Regions from separate parts of the Zea mays genome. Here region 2 is linked to region 1. A link is a contact called in public Hi-C data. All regions are on one chromosome and are shown on one strand. Each heading gives the region's core, a stretch centred on a gene start, on an enhancer-like site or on the middle of the called end of the contact. The rest is flanking DNA. Distances are from core to core; before and after follow the strand shown.

Region 1 (5,529 bases), core at 835-3,334:
AATCTAAGGCCCGTGCAGCCTCATATGGCTCCTCCTCATCCTCAATCTGAACATCAACACTATTGGACGCCCTGCATATGTTGTCCATATTATATGATACAGACACATCAAGATAAGCACCATTATCTATTTGTGGAGATCCTGCATCGGGTCGAAGCAAGAAATACTACATTAAAAAGTCTAATCAAACGAAATAACGATGGATATGAACAACGTGTCAAAGACACTTACTAGGATGATCCTGAACTGGATCCTAGGTCAATGGGATCTCTTGGGGGGTACCACCGGATTAGAAGCCCCACAAACGCCAAGAAGGGGACGAGAAATCCCATACTCGTGCGGCCCCGATTGAGCATCGGGCACAACAACCATTTCTTCCGGAAGCTCTACCAAAGGAGCTTCAATACGAGATGCATTTGGCATTTATGGAGACAACCCGATTGGAGCATCGCAATGACTAACAGATAACTTTTGAACAACCACATCCAAACATGGTGGAACCATCGTCTTCACAATTCTTACATATCTCACCCAATCATCTTCTGAGGCAATGGAGATCAACCGTCGGACAACTGTTCCATATGTAATATGGGACAACAAACCCTGAATTGATATTCTAGGGTCGTTTATGTTGCAACTAATCTCCTCACAAGCTTGAGCGAAAATCTTGTCAAAAGATGGTCTTTCATCGAACAACATGGTCACGATCTTCATACCATCAAAACTAACATTCCCATAAGCATCTATCTCTACGCTTCCTCCATGGTATAGTGTCACTAGGGTGTCCATCTATTGCAAAAATGGATTACTAACTCAATAATGGCTAGGTACTTAAGCCTAAAAACTTACTAAGTAATAAATAAATAGTAACTACTTATTAACTAATAACTATATAGTAAATATTAAATGACCACATCAAACGAAATTACATAATCTATGAATAATGTACGAAAACAATGTATACCTGAGATCGCGTACGAGTCCAACTAACGGTGAAGAAGGTCAAGTCGGAAGAACACCTATGTACAAAAAATACTATTGTCAATAAAAAATTTGGCAGCATCTCTCCTGTAAAGTGATGTTTCTAAAACCTGCAAATAAACGACAACACGATGGTTGCCAACACAGAAAACTGCACGATATCTACATAATAAATAATATGCTGAACATGTAATATCAATGTGCTAAACAAAATGCTACAAGTATATGCTAAACCCTTTATAATCACTGAATTTCCTCCATTAACAATATGCTACCAATTTACTAACTATATAATCACTAACAATATGCTAAACACTAACAATATGCTAAACAAGTGAATAACTAACTATTTACTAAACACTAACAATATACTAACAATATGCTAAACAAGTGAATAACTAACTATTTACTAAACACTAACAATAGCTAACAATATGCTAAACACTAACAATTTACTAACTAAGTAAAACTAAGTAAATAAAAACAATTACCTACTGGCGGTGGCAGAGATGGGCGCGTGGAGGAAGCTCCTGGCGTCGGGCGCCGCGCGGAGGAGCTTGCGGCAGCGGGGGCCACGGTGGCGGGGCGCGCGACGGCAGAGGAGCTCGCGGCGACGGTGGGGCTTGCGGAGGAGGTCGCGGAGGAGCCGGCGACGACGCTCTGGTCTTCGGGGGGCAGCCGTGATAAGAGGCGGCGTGGTCAGAGGACAGAAACGCAGTGAAGGAACAAAGAAGAGAACGCGGTGAAGAAACGGACCACTCAGTTAAATTCTAGCTCGGCGCTAAGATCTGTGGCGTCGAGCTAAGGGTCCAAAATTGAGATTAAAATTTTTTAAGATCTAAACGTGATTTTATTACCGATAAAGGGCTAAAATGCAAAAAAAAACTCGGGGCGGCGGGAGGGGGAGGGACCTGTTTTTCCCGTGCGGTCAACGAACTTCCCAAATCCCAATCGCGTCGCGCACCACCCGCAGTTAATCCGAGCCGTCTATCGCGCTTCTACACGGCCGACCTTCTGTGACAGTTCGGGCACCGACGTCCGTCTCCGTACTTCCGGCTGTGTGCGAACTGCGAACGCGTGATCGGGACCCTCCGCAAACGCGACGCGAAGGTCAGCACGGACAACTCTATCCCTCCGCCGCGACCCTGACCCCCCACCTCGTCGGCGATGAGTTTCTCTTCCAACGGCGGGAAGAAGCCGGCTCCCGGCGGCGGCCGCAGGGGTCCCGCCATCCGCACGCTCGCTGACATAAGCCGTGGGCCCGCCGGCTTCCCAGGTGCCGGAGGCGGCGACAGCGGCAGCGACGACGACGAGCCACAGGAATACTACACCGGTGGCGAGAAGAGGTACATCTCAGCCCCTCTCGGGGACCTGTGTTTCCTGATTGACTTTGTTGGGATTTGCCTGCGATCGTGCGTACGAGCATCGGAATCGCCGCTTCCTAGTTTTGCGATCTAGTTAGGGGTGTTTGTTTTGAGCTTAAATCGGATTTTGGCTATCAGAATCAGCTTCTAGCAGCCAAATCATTCGCTTCTCGGTCCGCATCAGTCCGTTTCTGTGAATCTTTTTGGTGAAAATCATCCATATCAACATGAACACAGATTCCGCCAAGCTGTCACGACGAGAGGAATTAGATTCTAAACCCTATGCTAAACTCTATGGGTTCCTTCATCTTCCTCCGTATGTAAATCCCACGATATTCAGATTCTTCTCACAGACACATACTCTAGAAATTTAGATTCTTAGAAAAACTTGCTAGAAAAAAAATCTGTTTGACCAAACAGGCCAGAAGCCGCTTAACACTCTAGCCCGAAGCCGCTTAACACTCTAGCTAGGTCTATGCATTTATTTGGGCATGTTGCTTGATTATATAAATTCAGTGTAGCTTGCACACAAATACAATTATATGAAAGGAAAACATGCCATTCCCTGGTGTTGAGGGAATGACTTTGGGTATATTGAATGCCAGTTCGAGGATGTGCTTTTAGGTCTTGATTGAGAGTGCTTGCTTTCGTGTCTTTCTTAGCCGAACTGGAAATGCCAGGACTATGGGGAAGGGTCCCTCGAGTGAGACACGAGATGGCTAGTGTACAAATTCTGTCTATCTGAGAAAGGCGCTGATTACAGCTCATTCCTTGGATGGACCATAGGTCTGGTGCTAGAATCTGGAACCGTCGATGGACTTATTGATCGGGTTGGCACTTAGGTGTGTTGCTGGAGAAGGGTTTTTATGTTGGAGTAAAAAGGAAGGCAAATCCTTAAAAGAGGAACAACAACTATTGAGCTTATTTTTTGGCTTCAGACTAACTATAGAATGAAGGGCAATCAAACAAAAAGTAATATTCATAGTTAGTATTTTCACTTATAGGTGGTTCTTCTTCCTTTGAATGATATAAGGCAATATATTGTAGCTTTACGGTCCATTACTTGCCTCATTTTCAAAGGCATCTTGTTCTGTTTTTTGGACCATGCTTTGTTCCATCTAGATCTTATGCAGAAGCAGAACATTGATAATATCTCCTTAATGCTTAGCTCCACATTTGGCTCTAGAGAAAATCTCCACAAAATAATAGGGAATTTAAGTTTGTAAGGTTGACTTGTGCTCTTTTGTCTTGTAAGTAATTTTATATTTGTCTTTGTAATGTGCAGTGGAATGCTTGTTCAAGATCCAACAAGAAGAAATGATGTGGATGCGATATTTGAACAAGCCAGACAAGCGGGTATCAAAGGAATGCCTCCTCCTCTTGGTGGCGAGTCTTCCAGCTCTAGGAGCTTTACAGGGACTGGCCGACTTCTTACAGGGGAGACAATATCATCTGCTGCACCTCAGGAACCAGTACCAATTCGAGTACGCCACAATATACATTTGTGGAACAATGGCTTTAGTGTGGATGATGGTCCACTGAGATACTACGACGATCCTGAAAATGCAGAGTTCCTTGAGGTGATTCATTTTTACATGATATTTCTGAATGTTTTGATCTATTCCAAGTATCCCCTCTTTTGCAAGGGCAGACCTGGTGCCGTGGTGAAAGCTGTGTCACTGTGTCACCAGGTCGCGGGCTCGAAGCAGCCTCTCCGCATTTGCGAGGGGAAGGCTTTCCTCGCTTTATCCCTTCCCTAGCCCCACTCATGTGGGAGTCGTTGGCACTGGGTCTGCCCTGCCCATTTGTTCCCTCCTTTGTGAATAAGATAATGTTTAAGAATTTGTGCCATCAAACTTTAGAAACTCCGATCACTTATGTTATTATGTATACGCAAGAAACACGTAAAAAGGAAGGAAGGGGGGGGTACAAACTTATTTCCTCATTAGTCCTGACTAACTAATATTTCGATTATACTGTGTTGTTTTGTAGATGCCTATTTAACAGCAATCACTTTAGGGCTGTTTCCCTGGTCACCAAACCACCCCTTGTTGTGCTTATAATGCTCATTTCTCATGCTGTCATTTTCATTTTGTTGTGGAAGGTTGGACCATTTTCCCTTCAGATGTTCCAGAACATTTTGGTTGATGACTTAATTAGTGAGCTATCATATTTCAAATGCCATTTACTCCCTTTGTCCTAGAATAGTGAACATTTTAGGATCTATCATGGATACCAGTGCTCAAGGCAAAAAGATCTTAGTACCACTAGGAATAGAGAGATGTATTAGGAAAAGAAAAAAAGTGTATTGGGTTGGGGAGAAGAGAAAGGTAGATTGAGAAGTAAGAATGACAACTATCTTTGGACAAAATTTGAATGCTATGAGGTTAAGTATTTTGAGATGGAGTGAGTATGTTACCTCCATTATTACTTGAATTGGTTCTCCACCTGTGGAACTCAGAACTTGACTCTTAAAATTTGAGACAGATCTCAACTTTACTGTGCCATATTTCTATCTCTTGTGCCAGAAAATCATGAGCTGATCTGTCTACATCCTATGGTTCTATATAATTTTAGTTTTCCTAATAGGCCATGCATGCTCATAGTGTTGGGCTGTTTGTTTTGTTTTCTTAGGCATAAAGATTTGTCGAGCTATTATTAAGTTCTTCTTACTTAAGTCTATAGTAACAGGACATCACAGTATCTTTTGAATGGGACATGTAAACATGAATAGTTGAATGCCTTCATCGTTCTCACACTAACTGTATGCCGTTTCGGGTTTTCAGAGCCTTAAGATGTCAAAGTGCCCCAAGGAGCTGGTGCCTACTGATGGAGAACATGTTGATGCGTCTGTTATTAGAAGGATGGAAGATTACAGGGTGAGCCCTCTTAACTTTTGCCCTTGCATGGGCATATGGATGTATTCTCATTGATTAGCCATTACCTTGATTCCAGTACTTATATGTCCTTCCTGGTTTTATTCATGTAGGAACCTGTAAGGCCTCGATCAGCTTTCCAGGGTGTTGGAAGAACCCTTGGTGGTGGACCTTCCCCAGATGAGAGCGCAACAGCTGCTCCTGCATCAGCGGCCCCTGCTGCTTCGAGGTCCGCTGGCGTTGTCGTGGATGACTCCCAGCCATTTACGTCCATACAGCTGAGGCTGGCTGACGGCACTCGCATGGTC
Region 2 (5,529 bases), core at 800-3,299, 240 kb after region 1:
TTCATTGTCACCTAAATAATCATTGAGTTGATTGCAAAGAGTCATAAAGAGGTGACACAATTCATATCCTGCACCAATGTGTCCATGCGTGTACCGGTTAGATAGTTAGGCTCAACTAGCTTTGTATCTAGCCGTGTTAAACACTATACTTGAAATTTTTATTTGACCATGTATAAAATACAATTATACAAGCGCCAATCCGTCCTCCATCTCATGAGCAGACGAGCAGTTGAGCACCTCACGTGAACCAGTGCAGTGTGCTGATGCTGTTGACAGATCACTAGCTGGCTAGCTGCTTTCGACTTGCATGGCTTTTTTCTTCTTTGTCTTTGTTTCATGCATGCTTCTTTATTCATCTACTCTAAGTTTCGATCATTATTGAACAACACTTCATGGGTATGCAAATTTTGAACTTGGTTCTCTGATGCCCACAAAACGGAAAGCGTTGTAACCTTCGACCAGTTCTTCATCTTCTGTATTTCCATAGATTGAATTTTCTCGCTCTTCATCTTATCACTAGAATCACAAATAGATTACGAAACTGGTTCTCTTAACAATATAACACATATTTTTACATAAATTATCGTGACATTATACGTTTCCGTTGCAACGCACGGGCACTCACCTAGTTTAGCACATAAGAACTTAATTAAATGTGTTGGGCACTTAATCACCAAAACATAATAGAAATTGCCCACGAGCACATTTCCCTTTCATATGGGATCCTGATTCCATATATCAAATATATTGTATAAGATATATCTAATGTTGAAAAACGAATTGACGCAAACCTAAGAAACGAATCGACACCCTTGTGTTGTCGCGTATTGCGGTGTTCACCATCATGGACGGAATCACTAAGAGATTGAACCAATTCATCAATTTCTTGACACATGGTTTGTGATCTAATCTAGTTGCATTGCATATTCATCAATTTCTTGACACGTGGTTTGTGATCTAATCTAGTTGCATTGCATAGACATGTCACACCACCTCTGGTTTATCAATTTAATGACTCATGGTTCATGACTCACCTAGCATCGCACAAACCGTTCGCGGAGGCGCTGTGCAGGGTGGGTGGTCAGATTCTAAGAATCGGATTTCTCTTAAAAAAGTTGAAAAGCCCGAGCTCGAAACCGCTACTTTGACATATGATCTAAAGTCCAAATTTTGGTCCCAAACCCTTATCTTACTCGATACCAAGTGATATCAAGTGTAAAATGTGAGAAGAAACTTTTCACATAATATCAAGTGCAAGTATGTGTTTATGACTACAATTTACATTTATCATTTTACAATATTAGAAAAATTTATTGCGCTCAATAGAAATTGTTTTTTACATCAATTAATAATTTCTTTAATTATATATTTATGATTTTTTATAGAGAGAGAGAGAGGCATATGTACTAGTTTCACTCGGAGCCTCTAAAATGCTAGGACCGGTTTTAACCGTGACGATGTCGTACCATTTTTTACAGTACTTCGATTTCAACTACCCTGTATGAGGCTAAGGGTTTGCAAGTAGGATCTTATGTATTTACCGAATAGTAAGCAAATTTGTTGGCTTTATGAAAGGTTTCCAAAAGTATATCTACACAATAGAGGATCTAAGCTTTGTTTAGGTTGTCTCTAGCAGGTCCCCTATCTCATCCTTTATTTCAAATTTCACTTATAAATAGTGTCAAACAATATTATCTACAGTATCGTGTCATCTATTTTACAAGATTCACCGAAGACAATCTTAGAGTCAATAGATATTGTTCGATTTTCAGTAAGAGTTAGTTCGAGTGATGTTTTTGTGGTTCATTACTTTATTTATTTTTTCTAGGGTATTTGCACTAGAGATAATAATTAGTTAGCTAGTGAAATTATGTATCTAACAAATAGCTAGCTAGCTAGTAACTAATTTGCTAAAAATAGCTAATAGTTGATTTATTAGTTAGATTGTTTATTCAACTTAATTTTAGTGCATTTGGACAGGCACTTTTTATCATAGCGCGCTGGTTAAAGTTCTAGTAAAAAGTAAAGCGCCGTCGAAACCGGCAAAGCGAAAAATGCCCGCCCGCACCTGCGTGCGTGTGCTGTGTGGGCATGGGCAGCGTCACCAAAGCGAGGCTCCTCTCGTCCCAAGCGCCGGTTAACTCCGTCTCAGCGCACGCGGCACGCCCCTAATCTTCATTCCCCCGAAACCCTAGCCGGTCCTTGGCCTTGTCCCGGTCGCGCCGCTCCCGTCGCCTCTTCCGCGGAAGCCGTCCTCTGCGCGTCGGCGGCGGTGGAGATGGCCTCCTCGTCGGCATCTTCGAGGCACCAGGTCACCATCACCCTCGGCCGCAGCGGTCAGGTGAGCCGTCCAGCCCCGGTCAATCCGTGTTTATAAAGCCAGCGTGGTCTCATTCTTCGTTGCGGATTTGCCTACGGAGTCGTTCAGGGCTTGAATGTTGATTGATTAGCATCAGAGCAGACTCTCCAGCAAGAGAGAACATGGCCGCTGATTTGGTAGAGGTCTGTATATCATTTGTTAACCTTAGTTTAGGTTTAGAGTGCGGGGTATCAGATATTACCGTATTATATGGAGGGATCCTATGCGATTTGGTGGTCAAAAGTTGGTCGCATGGTGTTGGATTTGGTTGTTGACTACCGAGAGTACAATCTTGCTGTATACCTCAAATCAAGGGACGATGCTGTGATTTTTGGAAGGTGGCTTAATATATACTCCCTCCGTTCCTAAATCTCCAGCGTATAAGCAAATTGAATTTATTCAAAAATCTCCATCGTATTAGGTGGTCTTTCCGTCTATTTTAGTTTGGCGAGCATGCAACACCTCATTTCTGCTGCCGCGTTTTTACTATGCTGTCCTCCCGTTATTCGTTGTCTGCTCCTGTACTGATTTATTTCGAATTCTGATTGGAGTACCACACCGCTCATCCATGTAGTCGCTTTGCTACTTGCCATGGATCACCAACCACGAAAAGGCACGACATGCGGTTGTGAGCGGGTTAACACTGTGGTAATTAAAAACAAATTGACGCTCTTTGTTGTTCCTTGGTCACTTCACCGATGGCTAATATGTTGGAGATTTATGAACGGAGGGAGTATGTGATTGCCCACTCGGTAGCTTTGAGTTTCTAAGTGTGGTTGGGGTGCGGGGGGGGGGGGGGGGGGTGGAGTTAACACGAGAAGTACCCGCATGGGTGTTCTGATGTTGTGGGATATAGTAGAGAAATCTCTGGATCTCCTTCAGTGATATTATTGTTTTTTCTCCTCAAGATACATGAGAGGGGATTGGAAATGGTTGTCAATCATAAGGGCATGATAAATTTAAATGTGGAGGGGTGGAATTTGTTGATGCAGATTATGTTTATTCCTTATGTTGCTACAAATATGTGTATATGAAATAAGCAGCACTTGAATGACTGTGAAGTGGACAATTTTCTGACATTGGGAGAAACAATAGAAGCTTGTACAATGAATGTTATCGTGCAAGTTTCATCTAGGGCACACTCTTTGTAGTAGTGTTTATTTGTACCTGCTGGTCGTATCGAAGATTATCAATCATTTGTTTCATGTTTGCACAATTGCACATTCTGCATTCAGATCTTTTATGCTGTTAGTTGTAATGTCTAACGAACATATATGCACACCATATCAATACTTATCAGGATGATTTCATTATTAGCAGTGAAGCCACTCACGCTAGCACTTCTATTATGCATGTTTTTTTCTTCATTTTTTTCTATAATGATTTGTTTGTAATCTATCTTGGATTTGACAAAGCATACACGATCGGTTTTAAGGTTTGCTATGATGTGAAATGCTAGCTGACTGATGCCATTGCCTTTGTGTTAGTGTGTTACATACATGTTATTTGCATCTTAAGCTTTCCCAAACCTCGATGAATTTTGATATCACCTTCTTTACATGTTTATGTTATTTTTGTTCACCTTAGGTTGTTAAAAGGAGGACTATATCTGATGATATTAACGGCGATGAAATGCCATTGTCGGGGAAAAAACGATCTGTGAGGGATAGGTTAGGAAGTAATGTGTCTGATTCTGATTTTTATGGAAGCCAGCAGAGGAACAAAAGGTAATCTTTCTTGGGTCTGCTATTTCCATTGTTTGTGTAGGCTTCAAAGTTTTTAGCTACATTATAATATACAAAGGATTCTTTCCACATCATTAGGGACAGACTGACAGTTTGTTCCTTTGTGGTAATTCGCCCCCAATTGTGAGCCATGGCTTCAGCTTCATCACAATGTTTCAATCACACAAAACCAAATGCTTTTTTATAGTTTATACATTGTCAACTCCACCACTCTGCCTTGTAGCCTACATATTTGGGTTACCGCTATGGCGCTATTGCTAATAATAACTATTTTACATTTGATTTCTGATACACATATTTGTGATAACCTTAAGCAGACATGTGTTAATTTATCATATCATCTTTACTTGTTCATAATTTAGCAAATTAGCTTATCTATATATATCATAGTTGTTAAAGCGGTAAGGCGAGTGGCCCCCTTTTTTAATCTTTTAAGCGATAAAGCGTAAGGCGCCGGGGCGATGCCCTACTGTCCAAAGCGGACGCCTTAGGCTCTGAGATAAGGCGACTGGGACGCCTTACGATTTTTGCACGCTTTACCGCTGGACGCTTTAACAACTATGATATATATGGCAATTGGACATGTACACCGATGTCGCCCTTCTATCCAATTGTGCACTGCACTGCATGCTCCTCCTTTGCATATTACATTCTTTTTTGTCCTTGTTTTTACTTTATCTTATATATTTGTGAAGAACTTGTCTTTGAGATCATAGCATGTGTGGTTCTATTTACTGTGTTCATTTTGTTACATTCTGCCACTGCAAACAGGTCACTCCTTGCCTTTTTCTTATATAAAGTGTAATTGACTGCTTATCCCTGTGGTTCCACTCTCACTTTGCAGGCAACAGACAGAAATTAATAGCTCACATGGAGATGATGGTTCAGGTGATGAAAAACCTTAATTTCTTGTCAATTCACTAGGGCTTGAATTGAAGATATCTGGCACTACTTACTCTGTTGCATTGGCGTGCAAAATATTTGAAGATCGCTTGGTTGGCAAGGATGATCTGAGACTGAAACTCATGAGGAAAGGCTCGTTTCAGAGGAGCAATGGTGGTGCAGAACAGAATACAATGGATCTCCGTGAAAAGCTTTCCCGAAATCATAAGAAGTTGCCAAGATATGATTCTAGAGGCCATGCTGCAGAATCAAGGGCTAGTTATGATATGAGAGATGAGCCACCAGAGTTAAGGTCCAGATATTTTTCAAGGGAGGATGTCCTAGGGTCAAGGAACTCTTCTGTTGTAAGTCGAGTTCCTTATTCAAGAACTGCGGATGACTTGTTAAAATCGAACCCTTCAAGAAAATCTTACCCCTCATGGACAGACGATGGTTTGAGGCACAGATCACCTGAAAGGATTTTAAGTGTTCGTAGTGATGTGTCTCCACCAGTAGGTTATGATCAGATTAGGTCCATGCCAC

What was found. Hi-C and Micro-C count contacts between places; a contact is called where the count stands out from the background.
Region 2: a Hi-C map of ear shows a contact between it and region 1, with 2.5 times the contacts expected there. The contact joins the promoter of LOC100283603 here to the promoter of LOC100282371 in region 1. A contact is called at or near these places in 3 of 25 Hi-C or Micro-C datasets (ear, leaf and tassel).

The regions. Positions count from the first base shown.
Region 1 is chr10:126,023,430-126,028,958 of Zm-B73-REFERENCE-NAM-5.0, forward strand. It overlaps LOC100282371, which reads left to right and starts at 2,085. Exons shown (of 4, transcript NM_001155283.2): 1 at 2,085-2,327; 2 at 3,631-3,925; 3 at 5,132-5,224; 4 at 5,335-5,529. The coding sequence starts at 2,149.
Region 2 is chr10:126,259,706-126,265,234 of Zm-B73-REFERENCE-NAM-5.0, forward strand. LOC100283603 (SAM domain family protein) reads left to right here and starts at 2,050. Exons shown (of 7, transcript NM_001156504.2): 1 at 2,050-2,341; 2 at 3,947-4,086; 3 at 4,949-4,992; 4 at 5,092-5,529. The coding sequence starts at 2,279.